2 separate regions of the Mus musculus genome follow, and region 1 is linked to region 2. Evidence: chromatin contacts called from public HiChIP or PLAC-seq data. All regions are on one chromosome and are shown on one strand. The core of a region is the stretch at or near the end of the contact, and the rest is flanking DNA. Distances in the headings are between cores, read along the strand shown.

Region 1 (4,022 bases), core at 1,152-3,651, 260 kb before region 2:
CCCACTGGGCCCCTCCCCAACAAGTTGAGAGTGACCCTGTTTGAATGTTAACTGCCTTGTCAGCCATAAGTGCTTGCTTACAAAGTCTTGGCCTTAGTGGAAAAGTACTATCTTAGTTGAGATTTCTGTGGGAAAAGTTGAGGCCTCTATGGGAAAGCACTACCCCCAGTTAAGAACAAATAGCTATAGATCTTGTGGACAGGTACCTAGCAACCCATTCTGTTCTGTTCCTCCTACTGAACTTTTTACCTAGCAAATATCCTGCTTTTGGGAACAGGTGCATTCCCCCAGAAACAAAGCAATTCTGCGTCACCCCCCTCCCCATATCCTGCTTCTATTGGGTATAAAACCTGCCTGGGAAAAATAAAGTTTGTCAGCTTGATCAGAATTTTTTGACTTGCTGTCCATTCTTTGTGTTTCTTGTCCTCCATTCTCTCCACAGGTGGTTTCTCAGACCCTGTTCGACTGTCTCACAAGTAGGGACACCAACAGTAGCTGACTTCCGTCTTCTCCTGCTCCCCTCCCCCAAAGAAATTCTTGACAAGGCCTGGCTGCAAAGGTTGACTTAAATTATCTGCTCAGGTGACTGAAGGGACCAGGTTCTGCCCTGGAACCTGGGCAGGGGGTCACTGCAGGAAGCACTGCTCTGTACTGAGAGCTAGCCAGCCCCGACCAGTGGTTCCTAAAGCAGCCTGTGGCTAGGGAATGCCTGAAGAGATGGCTGGTGTACAGGTGGTGGGGGTGAGGGATGGGGTGAGGAGGGCACTGTTTGGGGTTAGTCTCTGGACCATTTAACTCTCACTGTGAGGTCTTAAGAGAGTGGAAACCCACCAGGGCGGGTGGTTGGTCACGCCTCAATCCTGGTGACTTTTAAGAAGTTACCAAGCCTTGGGCATTCCATTAGAGTAATGGAAAATAGACTCAGAGGCCTTCACGACCTACCTTTTCCCCTCTGCTGCATTGGCAATGGCATGAGTCAGCCAGCCAAACCTGTAAATACCTTTTGGTGGCACCTTGCACGGGAAGCAACTTGCGCAGAAGCATGTGTGTGTGTGTGTGTGTGTGTGTGTGTGGCCAGCAGGTTGCCTGGAAACTGCTTCCCTCAGAAAGAAGACACAGCTTTTATTATGGTAGATGGCATACACTCTTGAAGTCCAAGAGTACCTGAGCCTTCATGATCTGTTAGCAGGAAGGGTCTCTGTGAGCACCCAGAGCCATTGCCTGACCATGACTGCTTCTCATAGAACATCCACCTGGCCTCTCCACCCCGACACCAACATGCCGTCTGCCACCCCTGCCTGGCCCACTCGCTCTTGTCACTGACTTCCACCATCAGCACTGGGGGAGTGAAGGGGTCTTGGGAGTTTTCTAGTCCTTAGACTTATATGCAGGAAGGTCTCTAGACTCAGCCATCACCTCTCCGGGCCATCTCCTCAGAGACAGTAACACACTGGAGGAGAAAAGAGACTTCCCAGGGTTAAGTGTCAGTGAGAACAGACCGGGGTGTGGTCACGCACAGGTAGCAGAGGGAATCCTGTCCTTGCAGCTCCTGGAGATCCCCCCCCCAGGGCCCCCAGAGTGACCTGCTCCAAACAGCAGAGTCCAGGGTCGGCACCTCTGGCGTGGCACTTGCAGGCCCAGGGATCTCCACTGTCCAGGTGAGCTGCTCTGCCTCCAGCTTCAGCTGCAGAGCCAATGTGTACTTTCTAGGGTCCTCGCTGCAGACGGTGCGCTTGTGCTCAGGCACTCAGGCTTAGGGACAACAAGCACAGCGGCATGCCAGCCTGGTCACCTGACACTCTAGTGACAAGTCCTTGAGACCTCATGACCTTGGTTGGGGTGTGGGACTTCTCCGTGGCACCCACCCACCAGTGCACTCAACCACTCACACACATCTCAACCTCAAGTGGCACGCAGCCAGCCATGTGCAGACGTCTAGTTACGTTGGTAAATAGGCGATTCAGAAAAAAACCAATTCCATCCCCAGGAGCATCCCAAAGAGCAAAGTACTTGGGAGTGACCCTCCCTGCCCCCCCAGCCAAGGAAGTCTGACACGCTACCAACTTTTGCTGAGGTTAAGGGCTCACAGTAAAAGAGAAGACAATGCATAATCATTAGCCAGGAACTTCCCGAGGGGTCTAAACATCAAATACAATGTTGCCGTGCTAATTCTTGGTTGCCAACTTGACTACCTCTGAAATGAACTACAATCCAGAACTTCTAAAGATCTCATGAAAAGGAATTAAAGAAAGGTCCAGGTGTGATGGTTTGTGCCTTTAATCCCAGAAGACAGAGGCAAGCAGATCTTTTGAGTTCAAGACAAGCCTGGTATAGAGCAAGTTCCAGGTAAAGAAAGACCTAAATCCCAGCATGGTAGTGCACGCCTTTAATCACAGCATTCAGGAGACAGGAGCATGCAGAGTTCAAGGTCACTCAACAAAGCAAATTCCAGGACAGACAACCTGAAGCAGTGAAGGAGTTAGAAAAACAGAAAAGAACAAGTGGGCCATGCCCCAGCCTCAGCAAGCAACAAAACTCCCGCAGCTTTGGCTACGTGACTTTGGCTTTGGCTTTAGAGTCAAGAATAGAGGGGACAGCTGGGACAATTATGCTGGTTAGCTGGAGCTAAGAAATGAGCAATGATTAAGAAGAGACCAGCATCACTGAGGTGAAATCTGGGAAGCATTTTCCGACAGCACAAAGAAGCTGTGTTCCAGAGATAGACCCTCCTCCTGGCTGCCTGCAGAAGACAGTCTCCTTCCCACTCTGTGGATCAAGAAGTAGAACTCCCAGGTCCTTCTCCAGCACCATGCCTGTGTGCACAATGCCATGCTTCCTCCTATGACGATGATGGACTGACTGAACCTCTGAAACTGTAAGCCAGCCCCAGTTAAATGCCTTGTCCAAGGTTTCCCTTCACAACAATAAAACCCTAACTAAGACAAACTTTTTCATCTAAATTCTATTGCTGGGTTGGGGGATGCTGCATAGCCTAGAGGGCACAATGCTGTGGATTCAAAACAACAGACTGTTGTCAATAGATGAACCAAACAGTAATTGTGCCACATATACACATGGAACACTATTCAGTCTTGATTTAAAAAAAAAAAAAAGCCAACCTTAATAACCATACAGATTTACAGGTAATTCAAGTTGTGTGTAGGGGGAGGAATGGGGGCAGTGTTTCTGCAGACAGAGACAGCCCAGTCTATAGAGAGCTTGCTATATACAGTGTAAGGACCCAGCTTCAAATCGGTTGAGGAAGAGACCTAAGGTCAACCCATACATGCCTCCACATGTCTGCTTACACATGTGTGCACATGAACGAGCATAAAGCTCACACACAGAGAAATCAACTAAAGTTGTCGGGTGATACCATTTGGATCCGATTACATCCCAAAGTGTTAAAGGTTTGGACCACAGTTCAGCGAGGTGGAAGGCAATGGTGAGGCTGAGAGAGAGGCATTAGAGCATGCCCTCAATGAACATTTTGCAAGATGCCAGTGTCTCTCCTCCCCGCCCCTGACCCCGTTTCACCCCATTACATGACCATGGCTTTTAGGCAACCGCAAAGCAGTGGGGCTGGCTGGCTGCCCCGCGTGCGGGCTGACACCTCCAAAACCCAGAGCCAAAATCAGCCTTTCCTCTTTTCCAGGTGATTTCTTCCTTAGGTATTTTGTTAGTGACAGAAGCCCAGCAAGCACAGAGGATTTACACAACCCAATCTAAGTGCTTCTGCCAAGCTTCACCTGCAAACACCGTAGTGGTGTACTGCGTATGGGCACACATATCAGTGGGGTTATCACAGGGCTTAGCAGTAAACTTACCTACCCGTGGCTAATTTGCGTTTTTTAAAAAAGAGATTTTGACTATTCATTAGAGGAATTGATACGTCTTTTCAACAGACAATCTCCTCGGTGGAGATGCTCGCATACAACAGACCTGAGCTGGGCCTGTACTTCACCCCATGCCTAAAAACGGAACCCGAAAGATGAAACTTTAAATGTAACACTGAAAATTAG
Region 2 (4,375 bases), core at 1,507-4,006:
CCTGAAATAAAACCTGAGAGGGGTGAGTAGTCTGGTCCCTGTCTTTGTCTGGGCTTCAGACTTGTCTATAAGGTGTTACAATGTTGCCAGAACTCTCTGAAATCTCTCTCAGGGAGACACTTTCCCTTCCAGCTGGCAACCCTCCCCTCTCTCAGCATGAGCGTCCTGGGGGAGCTCCTATATCCTTAGGGTCCTTTGCTTCACAGTCTATTAGTCACATAGCTCTTGAGAATATCTTCATTTCTGCCAGACTGGTCACTTGGGGGATCAAGTTTTATGATGACAATGCCCAGAAAAGCCATGTGTTACTACAAATGACCCAGGGGCAGAGCTGGGTGGGTCTGAGAAATGTCTATGTTTGTGTCAGGGCCACTCATGACATCTAGAGAGTTTCTTGTTAGACCCATGGAAGCAAAGGAACACAGGACCTCACAGGAAAATTCAGGAAACTCCCCTTGAAGATGGGTCTCAGCTTAAGTCCCCAGGAGTGCTGGAGAGGGGCCAGAGACATTTGGTTACTGTTAATAGCCTGAGGGACGAGTCCCCCCAAGTTCAGGCCAAGCTGACATTTGGGGCTTTGAGGCTGAAAGGAAGACCCTTACCCATAAGCATGAGAGTTAAATGAAACAGGCTACTCAAAAGACTCAGACTAGGGAAAGGAAGGCGGGCCGGCTGTTTTTGGAGTTTGCCTTGGTTTTGACGGAAACCCCTCTAAGAAAGGTGGTGGTGGTGGTGGTTGATTTTGGTTTGGGGATTTATTTTGGGGTCTGGGTTTGTTTGGCTTGGGATGGTTTTTGTTTTTCTGGGGGGGGTGTTTTTTGTTTGTTGGGATTTTTTGTGATTTTGTTTTTGTTTTGGGTTTTTTTGGGGTTGGTTTTTTTGGTTGGGGTGGGGGCTTGTTTGTTTGCATTTACTTTGACTCACGTGACTCTAAGAGCTCCTTACTCTTCTGAGTTACCAATTTGATCACGTTTTTAGAGAGCGTTTTATGTTTTAGTTAAAGCGGCTGCTGATCTGTGATTTTTTTTTAAGACATTTATTGCCTAGGACTTTTGTTAAACGCAAAACCTACACCTGGAGGAGGAGAGTGCCTTGGTCATCTTTAGTCTACCCCGCCCCACCCCCTCACACACACACACACACACACACACAAACACTTGCAAGTTAGTCAGCAATTATCACTCACCAAGCCATAGAGCCGGTTAGAGGACCAGATGGCCATTTATCTGCAGGCACTTCCTCCTTTCTGGAGGCCTGGTTCCGACCCCCCAGCCCCCTCCCCCACTCCCACCCCACCCCCTCTCCCTCTCTGTTTTCTCTTGAAAAATCACATGTCTACTTTAACTAGGGAGTGTGTGTTTTGGGTCAGTTTTATCCCACTGGCTCTGTGGCTGTCCTACATGTTTACACAAACATGAAGGCAGTGAACAAACCTTCCTATGTATCTTTCCCAAAGAGCCAACATCCTAGCAGAGACAGGCTGTTCTCCGAGTTTGAAGCCAGCTGTCTACAGAGCAAGTTTCAGGACAGCCAGGGCTACACAGAGAAACTGTGTCTCAAAACAAAAACAAAATACACCCTAACAAAAAGAATGGAACATGTTTGTTGAGTTTCCCCCACTGCACGTAGTGAGGTGTTCCCCCTGACTCCAGCACACTTTGGGGTGGGGTGGGGTGGGATAAGAGGGAACAGTTGCCTCTTGTCTCCAGGGGCTGTAACATCAGATGATCATAAAACTCCTAAGCTAAAGGTCACAGGAGAAGTAGCAGAAAAATAAAAGCAGAATTAACCCTTTGAGGAGGAGTTGGGAAACAAAGGCCAAAAATTAACAAACCAAAACATTTCAAAGACAAGGAGAACCAAGACAAAACAAAAACCAAAATCCCATCAGAGTTTCACAGGCAAATGAAATATCGGAAAACAAGCTAAACAGCCGAATCTAAAATGTCTTTAGAGTTCTGGGCGCAAGCAAGCCAAACCAAGCCAAAGGTTAGACCAAAACCTTTCCAACAGGCTTTCAATCAAGCGCTCAGAGCAGATACTTTAAAACAAATACTTTGAAAGCAGACAAAAAGAGATACCTCCCAAAGCTTGATCTGTAACCAGCTCAGAACAGACAAATAGGCTGTCCACAAATGGCAGACACAACTCAGCAACCAACCAACCACCCGGCTGAGGAAACAAAACCAGACAGCCAGGGCTCAATGGATCCAGGCGATTCCTCTGGTGGAAAGTGGGTCGTTTTTTTGGAACCTAACATGTCAGCATATCTGATGACATAAAAACCATAGCTCTCATCTTAAAGGGAATGTGAGAGAGCTTATTCTGAAGCCAGTGAGTGACCGTGGCCCAGAAACGCGGATATAGGTTACTCCAGATTCTGTGTTCCAACTGGGAAGCAGGCTCATGAGGTGTTTGTAGTTTGACAAAACAGTCAACGAACCCAGGCAGTTTAAAAGAGGCGGATACCACAAGACAGGGAAAGCCTTTCTATAAGCCCTGAAAGAACCTAGTGGGGAAACCCCCATTCAACTCCCGATTCGGCGTGCACCCAAGAATCATGAATAGAACACAACACCTTGATGTAACAACACGAGGAGGGTCGAAACATATCTCACATAACAGGAGACAGTGGATTCGACCAGGTTTGAAAGCTAGGGGTTTTTATAGAAAAGGAGTGGGGCTGGGGGAGGAATTGGCGCGGTTTCACATGATTGGTCCATTTAAACATCAGCAGCCTGTTAACATTTAACTTAGGTCAGAGGGGTGAGAGCTAGGGAGGTGACGGGCCTGCCCAGGCATGTCCTGGTCTGTTCTGCTGTGTTCTCAGCCCCAGGTTTCAAAGCTCACAAACAACTCTTTGGGCTATTTGACATACATTACATGAATCACAGGTCTCAAGTTTTATTTCCTTTCAGCCCAAGGTGCTGGCTGATGATATTCTTAGCCTTGGGCTGGTAGAAGCTAGCTGTCTTGTTTGTTTGTTTTAAAGATTTAATTACTTATTTTTATGTATGTGGGTGCACTGTAGCTGTACAGATGGTTGTGAGCCTTCACGTGGTTGTTGGGAATTGAATTTAGAACCTCTGCTCACTCTGGTCGGCCCTGCTCGCTCAGTTCCTGCTCACTCTGGCCCAAAGATTATTATTACTGTAGCTATCTTCAGATGCACCAGAAGAGGGCATCAGATCTCATTACAGGTGGTTGTGAGCCACCAAGTGGTTGCTGGGATTGGGACCTACAGAAGAGCAGTCAGTGCTCTTACCCGCTGAGCCACCTCGCCAGCCCATGTCTTGTCTGTTAATAGATTCCAAAAGGTTTCTACTAGTAGGGGGGGTGTTAGTTCCAACAGACAGATTTGCAAGAGTGAGCTGTGCAGACAGTCTTTGCTACAGTGTGGGTTCTGTTTTCTTCCACCCTTCTCCCCTCTTTTCTTCCACCCTTTCAACCCCTAACACCAGAAAGAAGAAGAAAAAAAGACAAGAGAGGAAAGGAAAAAGGAATATTATTATGGTTAGACTAGTTCCTACCGATTACGTGTGTCAAATTTCTTAGGGCTCCTAGATCTTTGCCATTAGAATCCAAATTTTTCTTCTTTCTCCTTTTTATTTTTTCTTTCCCCTTTTTATTTTTTCTTTCTCCTTTTTATTTATTTTTATGTATTATTTTTTCTTTCTCTTCTTTTATGTACAACTACTCAACAAACCACAACCAACAACTCTCCCCACTCTAAGCTCAAGCATTTATCTACCCTCTGAAAAGTCCCCGGAATCCCCGGTGTCACACAATTGCAGAAACCATCTGCAGCTGGCAAAATGATCTGCCTGCTAGGGCACAAGGCAAATCATAAGACAGCTGCTGTGGACAGTCTGAAGCGGCCCCTACCCACACCTGGGATTAAAGCAAAAGCAAATTCTTATATTCCTAAAGAAACCAAAATTGTCACTACCTAGGTGTTCCAGAGGTCTAGGCCTAGCCCAAGGTAAGCTAATTAGTCCTTGGATCTGCAACATTCCAACCTCCCCCACAGAACTACAGTCTCTACCCATACAGCTTCTTGGGGTCCAAACCCAGAGCTTCCAGCAATCTTGGCAAGCGAGTGCTCTCTGCTCCCAGCCCTTCCTGTATAACCCAGCATCTCTGTGCCTCCGCAGTTTGGTGGTATCTGTTTTCAGGCTGTGGTTCTGTGTATAGGTAGGGCTGTGCCTGTAGTAAACCAGGCACCAGCCAGGGGTGTGTTACCCAAAAAAGCACACGTGGGTTTCAGGCGTCCGGAAGGTTTGTCATCTGCCCATCTATCTAGTGGCGGGCTGACGCTCTGCTCTCTCCGCAGAGTGGCCCGAGTTCGTGAGGAACTATGCCCCGTGGTGGGCCA

The links. HiChIP or PLAC-seq counts read pairs in DNA pulled down with a chosen protein or histone mark.
Region 1: an H3K4me3 HiChIP or PLAC-seq map of embryonic stem cells shows a contact between it and region 2, with 10 times the contacts expected there. The contact joins two enhancer-like sites. A contact is called at or near these places in 2 of 484 Hi-C or Micro-C datasets (embryonic stem cells and nephron progenitors) and 10 of 115 datasets of contacts at active chromatin or transcription factors (acute myeloid leukemia, embryonic stem cells and stem cell-derived neural progenitor cells).

The regions. Positions count from the first base shown.
Region 1 is chr5:113,327,945-113,331,966 of GRCm38.p6, forward strand. No RefSeq gene overlaps it. Among named protein-coding and RNA genes, the nearest start is that of Mir7229, 5.4 kb to the left of the region's middle. Within about 2 kb of position 2,402, at least 5 of the 459 cell types and tissues checked have an H3K27ac peak or open chromatin away from gene starts, as enhancers often do. A contact at or near this core is called in embryonic stem cells, where this site is marked.
Region 2 is chr5:113,583,460-113,587,834 of GRCm38.p6, forward strand. Wscd2 (WSC domain containing 2) reads left to right here. Exons shown (of 9, transcript NM_177292.3): 9 at 4,334-4,375. Among named protein-coding and RNA genes, the nearest start is that of Gm42002, 18 kb to the right of the region's middle. Within about 2 kb of position 2,757, at least 25 of the 459 cell types and tissues checked have an H3K27ac peak or open chromatin away from gene starts, as enhancers often do. A contact at or near this core is called in embryonic stem cells, where this site is marked.